2 separate regions of the Capsicum annuum genome follow, and region 2 is linked to region 1. The links are chromatin contacts, called in public Hi-C maps. All regions are on one chromosome and are shown on one strand. Each heading gives the region's core, a stretch centred on a gene start, on an enhancer-like site or on the middle of the called end of the contact. The rest is flanking DNA. Distances are from core to core; before and after follow the strand shown.

The links. Hi-C and Micro-C count contacts between places; a contact is called where the count stands out from the background.
Region 2: a Hi-C map of leaf shows a contact between it and region 1, with 1.8 times the contacts expected there. The contact joins the promoter of LOC107870454 here to the enhancer-like site in region 1. A contact is called at or near these places in 2 of 5 Hi-C or Micro-C datasets (leaf and placenta).

What each region holds. Positions count from the first base shown.
Region 1 is chr5:23,862,797-23,867,037 of UCD10Xv1.1, reverse strand. LOC107870449 (ankyrin repeat domain-containing protein 54) reads right to left here. Exons shown (of 7, transcript XM_016716982.2): 4 at 3,114-3,178; 5 at 2,715-2,783; 6 at 2,599-2,648; 7 at 2,090-2,497. The coding sequence ends at 2,386. Among protein-coding and RNA genes, the nearest start is that of LOC107870449, 7.8 kb to the right of the region's middle. Within about 2 kb of position 2,382, at least 2 of the 5 cell types and tissues checked have an H3K27ac peak or open chromatin away from gene starts, as enhancers often do. A contact at or near this core is called in leaf, where this site is marked.
Region 2 is chr5:23,987,534-23,991,812 of UCD10Xv1.1, reverse strand. LOC107870454 (pentatricopeptide repeat-containing protein At5g13770, chloroplastic) reads left to right here and starts at 2,366. Exons shown (of 1, transcript XM_016716988.2): 1 at 2,366-4,279. The coding sequence starts at 2,482. It also overlaps the pseudogene LOC107871673.

The DNA.
Region 1 (4,241 bases), core at 1,133-3,632:
TTTATCCCATTGGGTTTTTCCTGGTAAGATTTTTAATGAGGCAGCACTCCAATGCGTATTCAAGAAATTTTGCTTTACATGGTCATCTAAGGGGGAGTGTTGCAAAGTGGATGCCCTCTCACTATCTATTTTGTTATAAATGGATAACTAATCAGAATGCATTTGCTCTCCTTTTTAAGTGGACCAATTCTTCACTAATTGAATAATTTATTAGGTAAATTAGGCTATAAATAGCCTCTCTTGTTAAGCATGAAAATGTGCAGAGAATAAGAAAAGATCAATATAAAACTTTCCTCTAGTTTCTATTTCTTACTCTTATATAATTTCATATCAAAAAACAAATATGAGTTTTTCTTTTGATTCCAACTGAAAAGATATAAAGACCGGTTTTTGTTTCCTTTCAAGACGAAGCTTTTCTTGGAAAAAGCAATTGAATGTGTGAAAATTGCATATTAAATATTTATTTCTACTCTAATACTCCCTCCGTTTCAAATTTTCTAATTTAATTTCTCATTTTACTTATCCTTTTTCATTAATCAAGAAGAGACAAATTTTTTTTTATTTTACCCTTTGCATTAATTATTTTTTTTTCAAATTAAAATGTAAACATCATTTAATATGGGCACTATGGTAAACTAATCATGTTATTAATTATTTTTCTTAATTAATGTGTCATCTCAATTTGGGACCGGTAATTTGGGACGGAGAAGTACAATTTGTTCTCTTAAATGTGTATAATTACAACTGTTTCCTCGTGTCCAAATTAAAAAGAGTCGTTCAATATATGAAGGATATTTTGATCAACCAATATATATATATATATATATATATATATATATATCCAAAATAACATATAAATTAAATTATAATGAAAGTTTGAATGTAATTAATTCTAACAGAAAGTGGTAACCTCAAACTCTATTCTGAACCTAATATTACTACTTGTTATATATGTCATGTAACATATATATGTATGTGAAATGTCATTAATGAGAGATAATAGTTAGTAGTCAAATTGAATTTGGACACCAAGAGTTACTTATTCAATTTGGATTTGAAGACCAAAGTTATTTGTGCAATTTGATAACAACCTTAGGGAGTAAGTTTGTTGGTTTATAAATAGCCACCCCTTTTACATTTTTATAGGAATATCAAAGTAGTAAAACAAAAGTACGATTAAATTTTTTTGGGTTCTTGATTTTTGGTTTTCTAAATTCTAAATCAAACCAAAATAAGAATATGAGTACATTCAAGTTATTCAGTCCCTTATGATTGTTTTACAGAGGGGCTAAACTGATCTGGATGTTTTCTCACAACACAAACTCGAAAAGAAAGTAAAACGATTATTCTTCCCATATCATCATATTATATACTTTGTTAACTCTTTTACTCCAACACCAAAAAAACAATTAATTTGGTACTGAATTAAAACAATTAATTTTGTCCCGAATTTATGTAGTGAACTCTGCAATCCCTCTAAAATCACTAGTATTGTCGTGTATTATATTTCAATAAGTTGTCCAAATGATACATACATAACCTAATGAGTGAAAGCAAATTGCAGAACTTTGAGAGTATACTAGTATTGTTCAGGTACATAGCTGAGAAGGTCAACAGCGTTTTATGAATGCGAGAATAGAAAAACTGAATCCATCGAGTTTAAATTATGAATCCGTGTCTCTAAAGGTTGGTTAGATGTTTCCAGATGTGTCTTTAAACAACTATAAGTCGTGTTGAATTTTGTTGGTCTCCCAAGTAATGTTTTCTTTTAAATATGAATAATGTTAGTATTAGTTATGCTAAGATCCTTATATATTGTTTGGTTTAGCGTATTACAAATAACATGCACTGCATAACCTTTTAAAAAATTATTTGTCTACAAAAATTCTCTCCACAAACATAGTGGAAATTGTGTGGAAAAGGTTTTAAAGGTCAATTGAGTCTTAACTATGCTAATGCATATTAATACTCAATGCTAATGCGCGCCTTTTTTTTTCCAAATGCACTCTACAAACAACCCCTTAAGATAATACAGAAGCATTGTTTGATCAAAACGAAACTGGAAAAGTTTAAATTGCTGAGACATGAATTAGGAACAAATTGTGCAAGAGCTCATAATCAAATAATAGTTGCTTTGCCAAGGATCCACCTTTTAAGTTACAAAACTAATGAAAGAAAATCTGTCCATATTGGAGTACGCATCATTAGCCATTGTCAACTCAGTCACCAAACTGATATCAGATAACATTGAAGTTCAAATTTTTAATAATACTTGTAAGAGGCTATTTTAAGTTACTAGGAAACATCGAACATAGTAACCACCAGTAAGACTTTTGCGTCCTCGCATGAAAAATGCACAAGATGGTGCCATAAAATTTGACTTTCTTACGATACCGTTGTGCCAGCGAGTTCAAGTCGTGCTACTGCCTCGTTGATAGCATCGATGATGTTCATTTTACCCCTAGTCACAACCTCGTCGATTGGAGTCCTCTCATGGCTAAAACGACAGAAAAACAAAATTCAGGGAAGAGAAGAATCACAAGCAGAAGCAGCAAAAACATACTTGATCTGCAAATCTGTAAAGTTAAAATACAGCACCTATTCAAGGCTGAGACATTGGCACCAGCAAGGATTAAGCTCTTCACTACCTGACAAGCCGTCATATCAGTTACAGGATGCTAGGGACTTGAATCCAAGATTAAAGCCAAATTTACCTCAATATGTCCGTTTAGGCAAGCCCAATGAAGAGGTGTATTTTTCTCCACATTGGAAGCATTTACATCCTGTTACCAAGAATTAGATAAATCACGTTTCATCACTCAATGTGTATCTAATCATATCAAAGAATAAGAGAAGTTAAAGATCCACCGCAAAGAGAATAAATTTTGATAGTCAGATAGGCCCCCGATGTCCGATTAAAAGTTTACAAAAAAAAAACTTTTGCCCAATAATCAGAAATGCACTCGTATGTACAACACAGTTTTCTTCAGCGAAAAGGATACTGAGGATTAGTCGTTAAATAGGCTGTTAGATCATATCAACAAGACTGTAAACCAGCAGGCAGTAAATATGTCAGATATCTATAATGCAAATAAGTGGGGCAGTTGACTCACCGCTCCATTACGAATAAGATATTCTACGATGCTACGATGCCCATTTGCTGAAGCCATATGAAGTGCTGCAAAAATTAAATAGCCAAAGCAAGAAGTTAGTTCAGAATGCCATATTAGGAGCCTTTCTTTTTTATAAGGACTGCATATCATGTTGGAAATCTATTAGTTGGCAGAACATATAATAAAAAACTTAAGGACTTCAAGGTTCAGCAGATACTCAACTGACCACAAAAAATTCTTCATATTAGTAATCAAATATTTCTGGTTACATATGTAGTTCAAGAATTATTACCTCAGGTATGGTAGATATTAATTCAACTATACCAAAATCCAAGATGTGGCCCACGGGTTATTGAAGTGGATGAAAACTAAGGATAACCACAAATATAAAAAATGTAAAGTGATTTCTTCTCATCTGCCTAAACTTTCGTAGGCAGAATTACCCGTACCTGCGCTGGTGGGAGGTAGAAGGTACCCAATGGAATAACCGACCCATGCACAAGCTTTGCTTGGATACCACTGTTACTCGAAATTAATACAACTCAACTCAACCAAGGTAGCAGCTACCGAGCTTATGACAGTTGGTTTGCCTGTATCAGACTTGCCATCCAAATGAATAGACACCCAAAAGGGCGGGGTCTCAAAATTCAAATATTTGAAAGATGGGGTCAGAATTTGTTAAACCAGCTGGTCATTGATTTTTTGGCTTACGACGATCAAGAAAACTTGATGTCATAAGTAGGAACTCCAGCTGCTGCACTATTGTGACTATGTTGTCATTATTGCCAAGGGAAAAGGGCTATCTTTATGGAGAAGTCACAACTTTGAGAAAAAAACAACATAATGGAAAATTGTCCACCTATTCGTGAAATTATTGGAAGTTTGTGTGGATTTTGCCTTTAGGCTTCTGAAATTCACATTTTATATACATGCAACAACAACAACAACAACAAACCCAGCATATTCCCACTTAGCGGGGTCTGGGGGTAGAATGTACGCAGTCCATACCACTACCTCCGAAGAAGTAGAGAGGTTGTTTCCGATAGATCCCCAGCTCAAGACAAAGGACCATAGTCAAACGTCGCATTTTATATACATGCAATTTAAGATTTATTTTTTTTTGGAAAA
Region 2 (4,279 bases), core at 1,117-3,616, 120 kb before region 1:
GATGATGGGAACTTGTAGTAGTTCTTTGAAAGAGTTGGGGACTTGTAGTAATACTTTGAAGGAGTGGGACACTTGTAATAATGCTTTGAAGGAGTAGGTGACTTGTAATACTTTGTCGCAACTGGTGGCTTATAGTAGTGCTTTGAAGGAGATGGTGACTTGTAGTAATGTTTTGAAGGAACATGCGCTTTGTAGTAATATTTCGAAGGAGCATGTGACTTATAATACTTTGTTATAATGGGCGACTTATAATATTTTACTGTTGATGGCGACTTGTAATAGGCGTGCCTTGAAGGTGCTGGTGATTTTTAGTAGTAGTGTGATGGAGTATGTACATGATACTTGGATAGAGATGGTGATTTGTAGTACTTCTTAGAGTTGTGAGAAGGTGAGGGAGAAGTATACTCATAAGAGTAATCAGCAACTACAGTGCTGGCTACTAAGAGAATTGCCAAAGCAGCTGTTAGAAAGGACCATTGGCCCAACTTCCCTAAGTTTTTCATTTTGATTTGGAACAAGTTATTGCCTAAAACTTGTGTTGCATAGTTGAGTAAAGGAGCTTTGGTTTTTATAGAGCAAAGTGACACCCTTCTCAACATTAATATAATAGCTTCTTAGTTGCCCACTTGCCCACTAAACTGAGAACAAGGTCCTAATAAAGTCCTGATCAGTACTAAGTGGGAGGCATTATCTGCTGAAAAATAATAATTTGAATAAAATACAAGGTAGTTAAAGACTGATTATTTCTTAGAAATGCATAGAACAAAGAAATGTTGAACGCCAGACTCTGCAAGTTGACTTAAATCTCAAAAGAAAGGTAACAAAAAACGATATCGCAGTGGTCTAAAGCTCCCGGTTATGTATAGGGTCTAACCAAAAGAGTCTTTTATACGCAGCCTTACCTTGCGTTGCAAGAGATTGTTTCCAAGACTTGAACCCGCGACCTTCTGGTCACATGACAACAACTTTACGAGTTACTCCAAGGCTTCCCTTCACAAACGAAGAACAGATGAAGAACAGAATGCAACAGCAGCAATGGGCTCCTATACAAATAAAGCCCATGTAAGATTACGGCAAAGCTACCAGAAAATACAGAAGTTTTTAAAATTTAACAAAATACTTATGTAAGAATTGTTCTATATGTCATAAAAATTAAGAAATGTTACTCAGATTGTCAATTTGTTCTGTATCAAATCAACTTTTGTTTGGATTAATACCAATAGGAAACTAGTTGGATAATATGCCACTTTGAGTACAGGAGATCTCAGGAGATTAAACAAAACCAGGAACAAAAATTCCAACTAAAATAGATGTTTACTTATTTATCTGATAAGTTTTGAGTGACTTTGATCCTCCAATTCTCTAGTTACTGAAATATCACAACACTTTGTTTTACTGATTACATGATACAAGCTGAGCTATACACGTACAAAATAAAACAGAAAACATGAATGTGCAAATCATATACAAAATAAAACAGAAACATGAATGTGCAAATCATATGGTTTTATTCTGTACTTCTCTACAAGTCTACAAGATTACAGATATATGCTTTATAGCAGCACTATTCCTATCTCCACACACAAGAATGATTGGTAGTATTTTAGTCATACATGCTACTTTGGTCTGGATTTGTCAATAAGACCATAGTTGACGATTAGATTCTTACGAAATATACCTCGCTAGTCGCTACTATTAGAAATAGGTTAAATACACTACTCATTATATTTTAAGTCCAAATATACACATTATATACTTTGGGTCCAAATATAGTCCAAGGTTGAATCAGCATAAAAGTACAATGAGGATATATTTGGATCAAAAATATAAAGGAGGGCTATATTTGGTCCCAAAGTATATTGGGATGGTATATTGGATTGAAAGTATAACACATTTAAACTATGTCTAATAGGATAAGAGTATCTTTGAACCTAAAGTATTACGAAAAGGATATATTTGGATTGAAAATATAACAAGGGGTATATTTAAATTATTTGTCTATTTCTAATAATACAAGGGTATATTTGACCCTTCTTCCTATATATATATTTTTTAATGTTATGTTATATTACCCTCCTTCTATTTGAATTTATTTGTCTGATATTGATTTGATAATGTCTATTAATTTTGTAGTTTTAAACAGATGAGTTGAAAAATTGAAATTGATGAGTTGCCAAAAATTTATTATAACTTTAATTTGACCACTTTGAGTAAGTTCAACTTTTTGCTGCTTGATTCTCAATTTTTCTCAGACAAAAAACATATGTGGCTGAAATCTACATTGATAAGTCTAAAGTTAAGAACCACACACGCGTCAAAGGATAAGTGGTCAATACAAGACACATGCATGGCAAAATCTTGAACTGATAATGTTTTTACATTTTCCTAACCTACGTACATACATAACAATAATGCAAAAAAATACACAAAAATCTCAAATTCATCTCTTCTTTCAGTTTCCATTTTTCTTTGTTCATCAATATGGCTTTTACCACTTCTTCAGATTGGTCATTTCCTCCATGTATTAACTGTAAAAACAGAATCTTGAAACCAAAAATTTGCTTTTCTTGTAAAACTTTACCTTTTCTTTCAAACATTTTCTTGAATTCAACAAGTACTCTAGTAGTTGCAAAATCCTCTAGTTGTTCTTCTCCTGTCTTAGAAGAAAAAAAAAGACCAAAAACACCCTCAAACAATCCCCAAGTTATAGAATTGGACTTGGAACAAATTCAAGATTTTAGTAGTAGTAGTACAACAACTACAACAAATGGTACTACTACTACTACTACTACTACTTGTTTGTCTGATTCAAAGGATTTGAATGGTGTAATATGCAGTTTACTTAAAGATCCTCAAACTCAAGTACTTGGATATGATTACTATGAGAAAGCAAAGGTTAATAAAGACTTTAGACTTGAGAAACCAACACTAAAGCTTCTTATCAGGTATTTAGTGAATTCAAACAAATGGGGTGCAATTTTTTCATTGTCAAAAGATTTGAGAAATTTGAAAGTGTTACCTGATAGCTCTACATGTTATAGATTGATTAGTAGTTGTATGAAAGCAAGAAAATTCAAGATTGTAAATAGTTTTCTTGAATTGTTTATAGTAGTTGATAAAGAAATATCTGTTTTGGCTTTTGATTGTGCTATGAAAGGGTATAATAAGTTGCATATGTATAGTAGCACTGTTGTGTTGTATGAGAGAATGAGATCTGCAGGACTTGTATTAGACCCCGGTTGTTATTATAGTATCATGGAAGCACATATGAAATTGGGGCATTGTGACAAAGTTGTGGCGATTTTCGAAGAATTTGAGAGCAAGAGAGTAGAGTCAACACCTCATTATGCTCAGATATACAAGAATCTTTGTGAGTCGTTAGGGAAATCCGGCCGTGCTTTTGAGGCTTTGGAGTATTTCAGAGACATGACCAAGAAGGGAATTCAAGAAGATCATTCATTTTATTCTATACTTATCTGTGGATTCGCGAGCATTCGAGAAGTGAACATGGCTGAGGAGCTAGTAGAAGAAGCTGAAGGCAAGAGAATGCTGAGGGATCCAGCTTTGTTCTTGAAACTGGTGTTGATGTACATTGAAGAGGGATGTATGGAAAAGACTCTTGATGTTGTTGCAACGATGACTCGGGTGAAAATCCGAGTGTCTGACTGCATATTTTGTGCAATTGTGAATGGATTCTCTAAAAAAAGAGGTCTAAGGTCTGCTGTTAAAGTGTATGAAGACCTTACTTCACAAGGCTGTGAACCAGGTCAAGTAGCATATGCCTCAGTATTAAACTTGTATTGTAGGCTGGGATTGTATTCTAATGCAGAAACAATATTTTCTGAAATGGAGCAAAAGGGGTTTGACAAATGTGTGGTTGCTTACTCTAGCATGATTGCAATGTATGGCAAAACAGGAAGGCCAAAAGATGCAATGAAACTTGTAGCGAAAATGAAAGAAAGAGGTTGTCAACCAAATGTTTGGGTGTACAATGCTCTCTTGGACATTCATGGAAAAGTTCTAAACTTAAGACAAGTGGAGAAAATATGGAAGGAAATGAAGAGAAGGAAGATATTTCCAGACAGAGTAAGTTACACAAGTATTATTACTGCATATAGCAGGGCAAGGGAGTTTGACAAGTGCTTGATATATTATCAAGAATTTAAACTTAACGGTGGAAGACTCGATAGGGCAATGGCTGGGATTATGGTTGGTGTTTTCTCAAAGATGAATAGAGTTGATGATTTGATTAGTCTTTTGCAGAATATGAAGAAAGAAG